5 separate regions of the Mus musculus genome follow, and all the other regions are linked to region 3. Evidence: chromatin contacts called from public HiChIP or PLAC-seq and promoter capture Hi-C data. All regions are on one chromosome and are shown on one strand. The core of a region is the stretch at or near the end of the contact, and the rest is flanking DNA. Distances in the headings are between cores, read along the strand shown. Region 1 has its middle 33 kb from the start of Cd93. Region 2 overlaps Gm46770 (a long non-coding RNA gene). Region 3 has its middle 29 kb from the start of Gm24221. Region 4 holds the start of Cd93 (CD93 antigen). Region 5 has its middle 45 kb from the start of Gm46770.

Region 1 (2,724 bases), core at 53-2,552, 350 kb before region 3:
GTTGGCAGAAAAAGTATCAGTCATTATTACATAGTAATAATAATGCCATTATTATAAAACAAACTATGTAAACTCCTAAGTAAATATGAAAAAAAACAATTTTTTGCATTTATGAGTTCTTAATAGTCTTATTTGATTTTATAACAGTCTGAGCTTCTGGGTTCTGTTTAGTCTGTGATACCTGTCTCATGGAAATGTTACAGGATGATGGACTACTCTGGTATAAGTCATACTCCAGAAGTATAAAGTCCTGAACACCACAATTATAAGCACTGATAGGAAATGATCAAAATCCCCTAAAATCTAAAATTTGGTAAATCACAGTCCCAGTAGATTACAAGTCCAAAATGTTGTAATCTTCAAATGTAAAATTCCCAAAGTCTCAGTTTCCATGGAAAACAGAAGAAGAGGGAGACAGCTGGGAAAGCAACGCCCTGGGCAACAGTGGAAATGCTGTTGTTTTTTTGACAGGCTCTGCAGCCATTATCAAATGTCCCTGTCTTCTCTGTCACATGGAGCTCCTTCACTTCCTCCCCTCTTATATGTCCTCATATCTGTCACAGTCTTGGTGAAGTCTTGGGCACAGTCCTGGTGAAGCACACCAGAAGTGTGTTTTAAGCAGCATCCTGCCCTACCCAGCACAAGACCATTTCCAACCAGCCAGAGGCTTCCCTGGCTTCTCCAGGCAGATAGTTTTAGTTTTTTTAGATGCTCTTGAGAGTTCAGCCGCTAGAAAGGATGCATGAGTATAGAAAGTGATGCATTTCTGAAAGGGAGATTTTGCTGTCGTCATATGGTTTTCAGGATTCCCCTCCATAGGACTTGAGGTTTGATGGATTTCAGACTTTGGAATTTCAATGTGTGGGATTTTAATATTTTAGAATTGTGGTTTTGGAGATTTTACACTTTATAGATTTGTAATTGTAGAGAATGTGAGCTTTAGGAGTGGGAATTTCAATCTCTAGTATCATGTCTTCTGAATATGTGGCTTTGGGGGGAGAGGGGTGTGAACAGCCCCCTCTCCTCTCCCCAATCCAAGATCTGTACTTAGTAAACAGCTAGGTCCTCACTGAGCCTCATGATGCTGGTACTTGGATAGCAAGCTTTCCTCCAAGAAGTTCCAGTGAGTTGTGTTTCATATATTTTACTGTAATAGAATCTTGGGCATGAGAACCAACCTTGCCATGATGCTTGTTTGGAACCCAGCAATATGCAGAACACTTTGGTCTTGTCCTCAGTCTCTGAATGTCTGTCCTATGTGGCTAGACCTGCTTCACGAGTCATGCATCAAGCATTGGAGCAGAGTCAAACGATTGGAATTCAAATCACACCAGACCATGACCTTGACCCAGGATAGTTTCTACAGACGTCAGTACCTCAGCTTTGAATAAGATTGACCTAACCGTTGGGACCCCCTCCCATGGTTGTTATGAATGTTTGAAAACATGATAAGTTGATAATCAAATTAGTCATTGCTGCTCTCACTGCTCTTCTGGGTTGAAGCTCTGGTTCTCATCATAAGATCTTCCCTACCCTGCTGTGTGGGCCTCACCAGTTTCCTGGGGAGAGAGAAACAGTGCTAGATGTGACCTTGCTGGAGGTCTAGTCACATGGCGGAGGACATCAGCAGGCCTGGTGAGCATCATAGGAAAAACTAGAAGAGCAAAGTGTCCATCAAACTATCCCAGGGCCATTGCTGATGTCAATCACTGGCCAGTAGGGCTAGAGTCCTTCCCTCAGTGGCTGTTGAGCAAACCCATATAGAGCTTCTTTATTGTTGTTTCCTGCTCAATCCAAGCACCCCGACTTCACCTCACAGCAGCTCATTCCTGTCTATGACAGTTTCTGCCCACTGGGAGCTGACAAGGCAGCAAGCATAAGAATCAACACTCGGCTCATATGGCCAAACAACTTTTCCAGAACACCTCTTTGCTTCAACAGAAACTCCTTCCATCCTGAAGTGAGATTTTACAGACATGTGCTGTTATTCCACAGGCTGCAGTAAATGTCACAGTGGTGAAGGAAGAGCCCTTCAGACAGTCTGTGGAGAGAGAATGTTTTATGGTCATTGCTTCATTCCATACAAAGGCCATTATTCTGTTGCTCCTCACATCATGTTATATGTGTCCCAGTCCACTCGGATGCATAAGATTTGTTCCTCACGGCAATCTGATTTTGCCACTACTTTTCATGTTTACATAAGTTTTCAGGGGATCTTAAAGGGAATAATCCTAAGAATCTAGACATTTAGGGTATAACGTTGTCAACTACTTTCCTTTTCAATTAGAAATTTTTATTGTGGGCATTTTCAAACACAGAGATCAAGGGAAGCCTATATTTATAGTTATTATAGTAACTAGTAATTTAGTGATCTCAATGTTGTTTACACAACAAGCTAAATGACATGGGTTTATTGACTAGCTCTTATCACTGTACCTACCCCGTGAGCCCCATTCAGTGGGGAGTATGGAGAATCTGAGACTTCTCCCTCAAACCAGCTCTGTTGTCTTTACTTAGTTCCAGGATCTTTCCATGACTGTAAACTGGAAGAATCACTTCTCTGCCATTATTCAGATTAAAAGCATGAGATTTGTGGCATGTTTTTAGCAGTGTCTGGATGGGGTCTGTCTTGAATATGTAATTCGGTGACTTGGATTGTCTCTGCCTCCAAGGCCTCTTTGAGTGAGGTGAATATCCTGAAGGGGATGGATGTAAGTCATTGAC
Region 2 (2,867 bases), core at 22-2,521, 400 kb before region 3:
CATTAATAGGAAGTTGGGTGCAGCTTATGGATGCACAGGCTACCCCATCTTCATCTTCACCCGACCTCAGTGTGAGGAAGGTAGCATAAGCCTGCTAAGTGGTCTGAGCTCTGCTCACAGATCCTGTATGCTGGGACCTCAGAAGAGAAAATGTTGTCTTTGGGCCATGGCTTCCTATCTTGTTTATTCAGTTGGTAAGAGAAAAGCCAAAGAAGACATGAGAGGCACACCCACAGGTTTAAAAGACTGAACACAAAACAGAAAAGGACCTGCCCTGTGTTCCCTAATATTAAAGCCAGGGCAGAGAGAGATGTGTGTGTGTGTGTGTGTGTGTGTGTGTGTGTGTGTGTGCGCACATATGTCTGTTTGTTTTGCATCTGTGTATTGCTTTATTTTTTTGGCATTCTGCCTTTTCCCTACAGGACTTGAGAATGAAGAGGAAGCAGAGAAAAATAGTCAGTGTTAAACTGGTATTTGGAAATCAGTAGTTTCAGTGTGTGGTGCTGGATAGAATGCAGAATGTAAGTCTTTATATTAAAACATAATTCAGTTCTCTGGGGACTTAAGAGAAATGCAAATTCCTCGGCCCACCCTAAATTCAGTGATTTGTATACATGCTCAGTTGCAAGGGCCACACTTCTAAGAATAAGGAAACTCTCTTCTTTAAAACAGATACAGCTCGCTGGGTGTGGTGGCGCATGCCTTTAATCCCAGCACTTGGGAGGCAGAGGCAAGCAGATTTCTAAGTTCAAGGCCAGCCTGGTCTACAGAGTAAGTTCCAGGACAGTCAGGACTATACAGAGAAACCCTGTTTTGGAAAAAACAAACAAACAAACAAAAACAAAACAAAACAAAAAAACAAACTAGCAAAAAACCAAAAAACTGGTACAGCTCTCTAAAATGAGGCAGCAAATCACTTCTCTGGGGGGCATTCAAAAGAAGACCCAACAGCCATAAGCCACATGTATGACTAAAAAAGTGAGCACACCCAACAGAGTTGAAACCCCTATCTGGTTGCTCTTTTATTTAGCAACTATTGAGCAATAGGCGACAGGAAGAGAAGAATAGCAGATGTCACATGCTTCAGAAACTCTAAATCCTAGCATCCTCCTCCCTATGCTATGCCCCTGCCTGCTGCTCCTTGTTTTGACTACCAGACTTGGGTCAGTCTATGTGACTACTGACTGTGGTATGGCTTACTGTGGTCATTAGACCTCCCCACAAACCACTGCTTTCCTGCATGCCGCTGCTTCATACCCAGAAAAGGAGCATAGAGGAAGAAGCCATGACCCCTAAACGCCTGGAACTCCAAGTGAGAGGACTGAGGCAACTTCCTGGGCCATGCACAGTGACGCTACTTTCTCTGTCTTTTTGAGTCATGTCTTGTCACCCTTGCGTCACTGATTACTCAGCTGGGCTAAGAAATCCTGGGCTTGTATTTCATTCATAGGGAGAGGTGGGGTTAGAGGAGAAAGCTGCATGCCTTACCATGAGTTTGGTCCCTTGGGCACAATCCCTCAGGCAAATGGATGTTCCAGATTCCTGAGGCTTAGCACTTAGGGTAGATAGGGAGCAGGGAGTAGCTGTTTCCATTTACTTAAAAACATGAGCTATTATGCAAGTGAGGCACATTTGTTGGAGGAAAATCAGCGGAAGTGAAGAAATGAACCCAAACTCTAATCCTCACAACAATGGCTGAAAATGGGTTAGCAGGAAAACTAGCCTATGCATATCTGTCTCTGTCTCTCTCTTTTCCCTCCCTCCCTCCCTCCCTCCCTCCCTCCCTCCCTCCCTCTCTCCTTCCCTCCCTCCCTCCCTCCCTCCTGTGTGTGTGTGTGTGAGAGAGAGAGAGAGACAGAGACAGAGACAGAGACAGAGACAGAGAGACAGAGAGAAACAGACACACACAGAGACAGAGAGAGAGTAAATGTATGCAAATTGGGGCAATAGGAGAATCATGCTGTAATGATATTTTTCTCCATGGAAAGTTTTGTGAATATTTTTCAATTTGCCAAATCCATTATAAAGCTATGGAGCATTCTGTTAATCTTAATGTTTAATTTTCTAAGACTATAATTACTTCTGTGCCTGTATGCATCTGCATTATAAATACTTATGTATGCATATATTACCGTGTTCCTGTGTACATGCATGTGTGCCTATGTGCACATATACATGTATATATCGAGAGAGGTCAGAGGTGGAAGTTGGGTGTCTTCTTCAACCACTCTCTGCACCTTATTACTAGAGGCCGGGTTGCTCACTAAATCTGGAGTTTGCCAGTTTGGCTAGACTGTAGTCAGTGAGCTCCAGGGATCCCTCTGTTTCCAATGCTGGGATTACAGGTGTGTGTTCCCATGCCTGGCTTTTCACTTGTGTGCTGGGGATCTGACATCAGGTCCTGGTGATTACACAGTAGCCATTTTACTGACAGCAGCATCTCCCCAGCTTCATTTTACTTTTAAAGAAATCTTTGTAAAGTACCTCACGTACTTCTTTGCCTTCTTTCCCTCCTGTTTCCAAATCAGAAGCTGGGAATGTGACACAAATTTGTCTGTGGCTGCTTGGGGACAGCTATTATTTTTTTAAACCTAGTGAAAGTAAAGTTGAAAAGAGGAAGTGGCTTGGCAGAAAGAAAAGATATCTGGACTAGACATCAACAGTGACTCTGGTCATACTCAGGTTAGCTCTGGCCCTTGGGTACATTCTGGAACTATTCCTGCCTCTGCTTCCCTGATCTAATTAGGACTCACTTGGAAACACCTCTAGTCCCCTGTGGTTATGAAGAACATTCTTAAGCTTGCTACCTGCAGGATGGGTCCAGGGTGGAATTCTTGGTTATGACATCGTCTTCAATGTTTAGCAGA
Region 3 (2,959 bases), core at 168-2,667:
CTGGCTCTGGATGCACAGGTGAGATGGCCTTGCCTCCTGATGATGTCTGCTTTGGGTGGGTTAGCCAGAGCAGTGCTGAAGAGCTCACCCTAGTGGTGCACAAAAGGGGAAGCAACGAGATAACTGGGAGGAGACCCAGTGAGAATCCAATATTGATGGTGTGGCAGAAGCCAGAGGCCTTGAACAATGAACATTGGCAAGTGAAGATGTGTGGATAGAACGCTATACTATGGGATGCACTGCAACACACTACAGCTCCCACAATGAGACGTTTTGGTTTGTTTATTGATTGAGTGTTTATTTTCTTCTGGGGAGGGGGGGGGTGAGGTTGCAAGGGCAGAGGGCAGATACAGGGGGAGAGAGATGAGTGAAACTAGCTAGGGTGCATGATGTGAAACTCACAAGGAATCAATAAAAAGTTATGGGGAAAGATGATGGAGTTCACACTAACCAGTGTAGAGAAGGTTCACTAGGTCCAGCCTAAAAAACAAGAATTCTTCATCAGCTATGACCCTGAGACATACTTAAACATCCTAGTCTTATTTTTCTAGAATGATTTACTTTTTTTTTCCCAGAATGATTTTCAAGGCAATCATGAGAGATTAGGAGAGGAGTTGGGCTAAATATATAAACACAGGGTGTAGTCAGGCCTGGTCGCTCCTGCACTTGGGAGGGTGAAGCAGGAGAATGGTTACCAGTCTAAGACAAGCCCGAGCTACATACAGAGTGGGGTCCTGTCTCAAAAACAGAAAGATAATAGCAATAAAAAAGCATGAATGTCTAAGGATATTGATGTTATTTCAAGTCACAAAAGAAGATAGGATTATTTCTTAATGAAAGAAAAGACCAGGGGTGGGGTGGGGTAGAAAAAGAGAGGGACAGCTAAGTTAGAGAGGGTTCATCAATAACCCTGAAGAAACAAGAGTACCACAGTCCCTGCTGTGGCTCATTTGGAAACATTATACCGAGAGCTAATGGAACATATTAGAAACGAGAAGCAGTGACGTGTGCTTGCAATGGGGCCTGCTTTTTCTCCCAGGCTTGTCCCGACTCTGTCTTTTCTCTCCCGGTTGTTAGTGTCATCACACACTCACCCCAGCTTCAGAGGACTCTAAGAAGAGTCAGGGTGATGGCATCTAACCCCTGAACCATGCACAGCGAGGAGACCCGGGGCTTTTGCCTATAGGGACTAAGGGTCTGGAGGAAATCACAGGTTGACAGTTTTCTGTCTTCCTCCAAACAAGCAGCTGCCTAAACCCCAAGGCATTCTCATTAGCACCAGGACAATAGCCAAGGTCGCCTACCACCTTAACAACATCTGGGCTCCACTGCCTGGTCACGTGGATAGGGAAGTGAGCCGCCAACCAGCTATTTCCGCCTTAGTCCTGTCCCGACCCTCCTGATGGCCCCAGTGAAAAGCATCTTGTCTGACCTGAGCTGTGGCTCACCAGCCCAGTGACTAGTGGTCATGTAAGAAGGGTGAGGCCCTGGCAAACAGATCTGCTCGCTCTCTCTCTCTCTCTCTCTCTCTCTCTCTCTCTCTCTCTCTCTCTCTCTCTGTGTGTGTGTGTGTGTGTGTGTGTGTGTGTGTATGTGTGTGTGTGTGTGTGTGTGTGTGTGTGTGTGTGTGTGTGTGTGTGTGTGTGTGTGTGGTCTGACTGGTGTGGCACGGGAAGGATGTGCCCAGTTGCAGACTGAATTTCCAAACGGTGTCTTCTGCTGCCCTCTGCTGCAAATTATGCTTCATTGAAGTTGGCTCTCGGGCGTGATTTCTCGTTTACCTTCTTTAAGGCATTTGGATAGTTTTGTATTAGCATGGATGCACGAGTTGACAATACTTTATACTGAGAATGTCCTTGTGATACCCCCCAGAGTCAGGACTTGTTTTTCCTGTCAGTGCTGGAAAGACTTGTAGCAGTAGTATTATTGATTGATGGGATTTGTAGGAAGCCCTTGTTGATTATCTCAGAGTCTGTGCACACACTGATCCAGAGCACATGAAGATGGAAGTGGTGAGTATGTATTCCCCTAAGCAGGAACATGTGAGTGTCAGTCTGAACTCTGGCTTCTCCAGGGCCTTCCAGCTCTTTGTCCAGTCACAGCTCTGATCATCTGAACACCAAGAGATGGAAGTTTGGGTGCTTGTGGTCTTGTATGAAAGCAGTCGTGACCCCCTAAGGCTATATAAGCAGTTGCTAAAGTGAGCCCCCTAGCCCCATCCTCACCAATCCACCAGGTGGCTTCTATAGACATTCTTTGCCTGGATTTACAGGAACTGCCAAGGGTCTGGCTGTCTGAACTAAATGTCAAGACTCTACCTCTTCACAGTGGTACACAGTAAGTCTGTATGAAACACCTGCCACTGTGGAAGATGAGGGTCAAGACAACATTCAATAAAGATGCCAGCTCCCCCAAACCCCAGGCTCTTGTTCTCATTCTTTGCCAGTTGTGCAACACACAGCTCTCAGACAGCATGGGAATAACTTATTTTAATCACTGTCCCAAATAGGGAAGTGTTCCTCCATCCACAGCACTTGGTAGGGACAATCTGAAGATTGTCTCCTCTTCTTGCCCATGTCTCTTCTGTGCTAGCTTTCCACTGTAGTTAGCACTTATGAAACTCGGTGCACATCTGTCCCTCCTAGGAAGACCATCCATAAAGTTCTTGTCCACTTTATGGTTCAGCAGCAGCACGAAGAGCAATGGTGAGAGAGAAGGGAACATTGCCAAGATGCGACTTGGGTGCTGAACTCTGAAGCCTCCAAAACTGAGAGCACGGATAGTGAAGCAAATGGTGTTTTCCTGACACACAGAAAGTATTAATTAGATCCAGCAATTTCCCAGCTAAGTGCTGAAAGGGTCCCTGGTAATTAAAAAAGCTAATCAGATTTTCAAAGGGCACTCATACCATGTAAACATAAGGGGATTATACTTGCTGTTCTCAGTATGTCATTTTAAG
Region 4 (2,898 bases), core at 24-2,523, 320 kb before region 3:
CCTGCCTCTGGAAGGGGCATATGATCTGGCAGGCCAAGACTAGAAATTGCAAAGTGACCTCAAAAGCAAGTGAGAGAACAGTGTAGCCAGCTGCCAGCAATAGAGGAGTGAGTGCTCAAGATCTGCCCAGAATCCTGCCTCAGCTGGATCCTGCCTCCACTGGGATGACTCTGTGAAGTGGCTTTTAACCTATCTTAGGAGGCTGGGCTCATTAGCACACTTGTGTGGCCTCATTCTGTTACTACTTTCCTTTATCTCTTAATCTAACACTTTCTCCAAAGTGTTAGACTCTGAGTCTAGCTGGGGTCAAGTAGAATATGGTGGTGGTTGGGGACAGGGGCAGTTAAACGTAGTTTCCACCTTCCAGTGGCTAGCTTTGATTGAGACAGGCCTTGGCCCAGGTGCTGTGAGCTGTAACGCCTGCCCGGGTGTTGATTCTTACATCGTGATTTTGAGCTGCAGCCTCTGATTGTGCTCCTGTGCCTTTGAACTCCGCCTAAGCCTTGGGTTAGGGAATATGACAAGGCAGGCCAGGTTCATTTTCCCATCTTTCTGATCTTTTGGGGACCCTGACACTTCATTTATAGTGCACTAGGAAACCCTGAAAACTATTTTCACCTTTTTAAAAAATATATATATTCTCATGGAGATTGACATTGTTGGAAACCCAGAAATTCCCACAGCCAAAATCCTATTTAAAAGCTTCCTGTCTATTTAAAGTTCATGATGGGAAGAATAAAAGAAAAAAACGACTCCAAAAACAGAGACAGGGTACAAGATAGGAAAAAAAAGCAGATCCAGTTTGCTTCTAAAAAAGGCCGAAAACTATAATCTTTCCATGCCCTTGTGTCTCAAGCGTCACATATTTTTCTTTCCCTTCTGGTGGTTTGCAATCTGAAGTGGAATTTTATCATGGGTTACTTGGATGATACTTTTCAAGTCTCTACCCTCCCACCCCCCAAAGTCTCTGCTCACTGGACAGCATGCCACTGGGGCTCTTTGTGGTATGGGAAAGTGAACGGACTCAAAATAAAGCAGCCATATCTCTTGGATCCTCTGTGTTTCCACAGCTCTGAGCCAGAGACTGCCCTCTGAACAACAAAACCGTGATGAAGGCAACAGGAGTCAGAAGGCTATTCATGGCAGGAAACCCCAGCATCCGGTGAGAAATAAGAAGTAGGAGAGCACAGGATGCGCCCTGGGTCAGGAGGACGTGAAAAGCGAGTCTTTGTAACCTTCTCAATGCCAGAGCTGTGGTAGTGTGAAAGCAGCAGTGCGCCTCTGCTCCCTTCAGAGCACAGCCTGGTGTCAAGGTCCAGGTTCCACCGGCTGCTGCTGTCACCGCAGGGGAGTCTAGCCCCTCCCAGAAGGAGACACAGAAGAATGGCCATCTCAACTGGTTTGTTCCTGCTGCTGGGGCTCCTTGGCCAGCCCTGGGCAGGGGCTGCTGCTGATTCACAGGCTGTGGTGTGCGAGGGGACTGCCTGCTATACAGCCCATTGGGGCAAGCTGAGTGCCGCTGAAGCCCAGCATCGCTGCAATGAGAATGGAGGCAATCTTGCCACCGTGAAGAGTGAGGAGGAGGCCCGGCATGTTCAGCAAGCCCTGACTCAGCTCCTGAAGACCAAGGCACCCTTGGAAGCAAAGATGGGCAAATTCTGGATCGGGCTCCAGCGAGAGAAGGGCAACTGTACGTACCATGATTTGCCAATGAGGGGCTTCAGCTGGGTGGGTGGTGGAGAGGACACAGCTTATTCAAACTGGTACAAAGCCAGCAAGAGCTCCTGTATCTTTAAACGCTGTGTGTCCCTCATACTGGACCTGTCCTTGACACCTCACCCCAGCCATCTGCCCAAGTGGCATGAGAGTCCCTGTGGGACCCCCGAAGCTCCAGGTAACAGCATTGAAGGTTTCCTGTGCAAGTTCAACTTCAAAGGCATGTGTAGGCCACTGGCGCTGGGTGGTCCAGGGCGGGTGACCTATACCACCCCTTTCCAGGCCACTACCTCCTCTCTGGAGGCTGTGCCTTTTGCCTCTGTAGCCAATGTAGCTTGTGGGGATGAAGCTAAGAGTGAAACCCACTATTTCCTATGCAATGAAAAGACTCCAGGAATATTTCACTGGGGCAGCTCAGGCCCACTCTGTGTCAGCCCCAAGTTTGGTTGCAGTTTCAACAACGGGGGCTGCCAGCAGGATTGCTTCGAAGGTGGCGATGGCTCCTTCCGCTGCGGCTGCCGGCCTGGATTTCGACTGCTGGATGATCTAGTAACTTGTGCCTCCAGGAACCCCTGCAGCTCAAACCCATGCACAGGAGGTGGCATGTGCCATTCTGTACCACTCAGTGAAAACTACACTTGCCGTTGTCCCAGCGGCTACCAGCTGGACTCTAGCCAAGTGCACTGTGTGGATATAGATGAGTGCCAGGACTCCCCCTGTGCCCAGGATTGTGTCAACACTCTAGGGAGCTTCCACTGTGAATGTTGGGTTGGTTACCAACCCAGTGGCCCCAAGGAAGAGGCCTGTGAAGATGTGGATGAGTGTGCAGCTGCCAACTCGCCCTGTGCCCAAGGCTGCATCAACACTGATGGCTCTTTCTACTGCTCCTGTAAAGAGGGCTATATTGTGTCTGGGGAAGACAGTACCCAGTGTGAGGATATAGATGAGTGTTCGGACGCAAGGGGCAATCCATGTGATTCCCTGTGCTTCAACACAGATGGTTCCTTCAGGTGTGGCTGCCCGCCAGGCTGGGAGCTGGCTCCCAATGGGGTCTTTTGTAGCAGGGGCACTGTGTTTTCTGAACTACCAGCCAGGCCTCCCCAAAAGGAAGACAACGATGACAGAAAGGAGAGTACTATGCCTCCTACTGAAATGCCCAGTTCTCCTAGTGGCTCTAAGGAT
Region 5 (2,700 bases), core at 16-2,515, 490 kb before region 3:
AGAGAGAGAGAGAGAGAGAGAGAGAGAGAGAGAGAGAGAGAATTCCCTTCTTTTGGTTTATGTGTGAGATTATTCATTTACTGTGTTTTGTAGGTGTAACTAGTGTCTTTGGGGTGGAGTACCTTTCTTCTAGTACCTTCTGTAAGACTGAATTTATGGATAGATATTGTTTAAATTTGACCTTGTCATGGATTACCTTGTTTTCTACATCTATGTAGATTAAAAGTTTTGCTGGGTATATTAGTGTGGCCTGGAATGTATTGTCTCTTAGAAGCTGCAAGACATCTCTCCAGGCCCTTCTGGATTTTAGAGTCTCCCTTGAAAAATTTGGTATAGTTCTAATAGGTCTGTCTTCATATGTTACTTGGCTTTTCCCCCTTGCGGCTTTTAGTATTCTTTCTTTGTTCTGTATATTTAGTGTTTTGGTTGTTATGTGGTAAGGGGACTTTCCTTTCTGGTGCAATATTTTTGATGTTCTGCATGCTTCTTGTACCTTTATAGGTATATCCTTCTTAAGGTTAGGAAATTTTCCTTCTATGATTTTGTTAAATATTTTTTTTGCCAGTTTTTAAGCTAGGATTCTTCTCCTTCATCTATTCATATTATTGTTAAGTTGGTCTTTTCATAGTGTCCCAGATTTCCTGGAAGTTTTATGTTAGGGATTGTTTTAGATTTAACATTTTTAAAAATGTATCAAGGTCTTCTATTGTGCCTTCTATGCCTGGGATTCTCTCTTCCATATCTTGTATTCTGTTGGTGATGCTCACATCTGTTCATTTATTATTTTTCTTTTTGAGACAGAATCTTTCTCTGTAGCTGAGGTTGGCTTTGAGCTCTCAAAATTCCTGTCTTAGACTTGGGAGTACTAGAATTACAAATGTATACCATCGTGCCCTGCCTCATTGTTCATTTGAGACAATGGAACTCATCCCAGAGCAAAGTTTCTATTGAGCCAATATGCTCCAGTGGGCACAATAGATAGTTACCCAGGTTTTTATCAGTTCCCTTAGTGATTAGGTTCACTGTCCTGTTCTGTTTGTGTTTTTCCTGGCTGTGCAGAGCTGTAGTTTTGTTAAAGGTGCTATCCACCTAGAGTGGGAGAAGGTACAAGGGCAGAAAGCAAGGGAAAGCCAAGGAGGTAAAGCTCATTTTTATGACAGCCTGCTCTTGCCGTAACCAACTCAATCTCTAGAGGAAAGGCCCGTAATATATTGGTTGATCTTTGGCTCAAGTCTCAAACATCTGCCTCCAGTTCCTACTTCCCAGCACTACTGTGATGAACAATTAACATTCCAACACATGAGTTCTGGTGGACTCTCAAACCATAGGACCACTGTTGAACTCATGATGTGCTTGGGAAATAAAAGCATTTTCTCAATAGAAGGATTGAGATCTGATGGACAAGGAGAGGTTAGTAATTGTGTGTCCCTTTGAAAGGACTTCTTTTGAATGTAATTTTTTTTTTGCATCTATTTTATGTGCATGTGGTGGGAATAAACTTTACTAAGAAGAACCACACCTGGAAACAGTCATTGAAATAGTGACAATGACAGTAAATACCCCTCCACAGTTTCCGTTTCTCTGGAATTCTTGTTTCTCTTTGTTTTTATTCAGTTTCCTAATAGTCTCCTAGAGGCATGCCAAGGGACTCAGTTGGTTGCCACAGACCCTCTTGGTCCCTTGTCTGCTTAGAATGGGTCTCTGGTTACAGGTGGACAAGGAGTCTGTGAATGAATGACAGACAGACAGACGCAACACAGGAGATGTGTAGAATATGAATGTCTTGTCACAAAGTGAATACCAGTCTTATATAATACAGAAAATAAAGGGGGTAGGATGTCACAGCAGGCAAAGTACATTGAAGTTACTTGACACAAAACAAAGGAATGACTTCAAAAGGACTTACAGGAACCAGGTAATATTTACAGTAAAGATAAAACAGCCCTGTCTAGGGTCAGCTAATGACAGGTAAGGATTTCACACCCTAGTCACAATTTGTGCTACTCCTTTGAGCCTTGTGAAAGCTTGCACCAGGGGGTTCTGCTCTATCAGACCTTCTCATGAATAATGCAATACCACAATCCCCCTATTTCCTAGGCCCTGATAAATTCTTGTATGAGTGTAACTTGGCTGTTCTTTTAAGTATCTGTGGAGAATCTCCACATGTATTACCTCTTGGTTACATCTTTGTCTGCCAGCCATGAGCTTCATTCCTTATCACTGTGAAATAAATGAGATTGGTTTAAGCATCTTCAAATTGTTTATAAAAATACAGAAAATAACTGAATCTGTATAGTGATTGGATACTCTGCCACTTTGCTGGGACCTTTATGGCTATCAGTGATTTGTTTGTGGACTATGTAGAGGTCTTAGTAACATACATATTTGCAAATGATGGCATCCTCCATCTGTCTCTTAGGCCTTCAGTTTCCTTTTCCTTCCTGTTGCACTGTCTAAGCCCTGCAATATAGTCTAAACAGAAGCGGTGACTTCTTATGTGAGAATAAAGCCAGTGTTGGTGGGAAAGGGCTTTTTGCCAAGAAGCAGGATGTTTTTGGTATTGGTCTTTTATCAAGTTGTGGAAGTTTCCTGATTTTTGTCTTACTTTGAATTTTATCATAAGTGTCATCTGAACTTACAAAACAAAATGTGATTTTCCTTCTTTATTCTGGTAATGTAGGCTCTGGTTCTCTTCATGGG

What was found. Promoter capture Hi-C pulls out the DNA fragments that hold promoters and counts their contacts. HiChIP or PLAC-seq counts read pairs in DNA pulled down with a chosen protein or histone mark.
Region 1: an H3K27ac HiChIP or PLAC-seq map of the NIH/3T3 cell line shows a contact between it and region 3, with 7 times the contacts expected there. The contact joins two enhancer-like sites. A contact is called at or near these places in 1 of 484 Hi-C or Micro-C datasets (embryonic fibroblasts) and 2 of 115 datasets of contacts at active chromatin or transcription factors (the NIH/3T3 cell line and extraembryonic endoderm stem cells).
Region 2: a contact with region 3 is called in an H3K27ac HiChIP or PLAC-seq map of the NIH/3T3 cell line, with 11 times the contacts expected there. The contact joins two enhancer-like sites. A contact is called at or near these places in 1 of 15 datasets of contacts at CTCF or cohesin (large pre-B cells), 25 of 484 Hi-C or Micro-C datasets (the AML12 cell line, the C2C12 cell line, the HL-1 cell line and 17 more), 7 of 115 datasets of contacts at active chromatin or transcription factors (the NIH/3T3 cell line, cardiomyocytes, differentiating embryonic stem cells and 4 more) and 1 of 9 other capture datasets (embryonic stem cells).
Region 4: a contact with region 3 is called in a promoter capture Hi-C map of hippocampal neurons, with 3 times the contacts expected there. The contact joins the promoter of Cd93 here to the enhancer-like site in region 3. A contact is called at or near these places in 5 of 39 promoter capture datasets (the 3T3-L1 cell line, 3T3-L1-derived adipocytes, the SN4741 cell line and 2 more), 1 of 15 datasets of contacts at CTCF or cohesin (the NIH/3T3 cell line), 2 of 115 datasets of contacts at active chromatin or transcription factors (cardiomyocytes and extraembryonic endoderm stem cells) and 2 of 9 other capture datasets (adipose tissue and liver).
Region 5: an H3K27ac HiChIP or PLAC-seq map of extraembryonic endoderm stem cells shows a contact between it and region 3. The contact joins two enhancer-like sites. A contact is called at or near these places in 1 of 15 datasets of contacts at CTCF or cohesin (pro-B cells), 1 of 484 Hi-C or Micro-C datasets (LSK cells) and 5 of 115 datasets of contacts at active chromatin or transcription factors (differentiating embryonic stem cells, embryonic basal ganglia, extraembryonic endoderm stem cells and 2 more).

What each region holds. Positions count from the first base shown.
Region 1 is chr2:148,475,384-148,478,107 of GRCm38.p6, reverse strand. No RefSeq gene overlaps it. Among named protein-coding and RNA genes, the nearest start is that of Cd93, 33 kb to the right of the region's middle. Within about 2 kb of position 1,302, at least 16 of the 459 cell types and tissues checked have an H3K27ac peak or open chromatin away from gene starts, as enhancers often do. A contact at or near this core is called in the NIH/3T3 cell line, where this site is marked.
Region 2 is chr2:148,520,690-148,523,556 of GRCm38.p6, reverse strand. Gm46770 (a long non-coding RNA gene) reads left to right here. Exons shown (of 4, transcript XR_001783504.1): 4 at 2,864-2,867. Among named protein-coding and RNA genes, the nearest start is that of Gm46770, 40 kb to the left of the region's middle. Within about 2 kb of position 1,271, at least 136 of the 459 cell types and tissues checked have an H3K27ac peak or open chromatin away from gene starts, as enhancers often do. A contact at or near this core is called in the HL-1 cell line, the NIH/3T3 cell line, embryonic fibroblasts and 2 more, where this site is marked.
Region 3 is chr2:148,121,104-148,124,062 of GRCm38.p6, reverse strand. No RefSeq gene overlaps it. Among named protein-coding and RNA genes, the nearest start is that of Gm24221, 29 kb to the left of the region's middle. Within about 2 kb of position 1,417, at least 44 of the 459 cell types and tissues checked have an H3K27ac peak or open chromatin away from gene starts, as enhancers often do. A contact at or near this core is called in the HL-1 cell line, the NIH/3T3 cell line, adipose tissue and 5 more, where this site is marked.
Region 4 is chr2:148,441,910-148,444,807 of GRCm38.p6, reverse strand. Cd93 (CD93 antigen) reads left to right here and starts at 1,273. Exons shown (of 2, transcript NM_010740.3): 1 at 1,273-2,898. The coding sequence starts at 1,384.
Region 5 is chr2:148,606,221-148,608,920 of GRCm38.p6, reverse strand. No RefSeq gene overlaps it. Among named protein-coding and RNA genes, the nearest start is that of Gm46770, 45 kb to the right of the region's middle. Within about 2 kb of position 1,265, at least 6 of the 459 cell types and tissues checked have an H3K27ac peak or open chromatin away from gene starts, as enhancers often do. A contact at or near this core is called in extraembryonic endoderm stem cells, where this site is marked.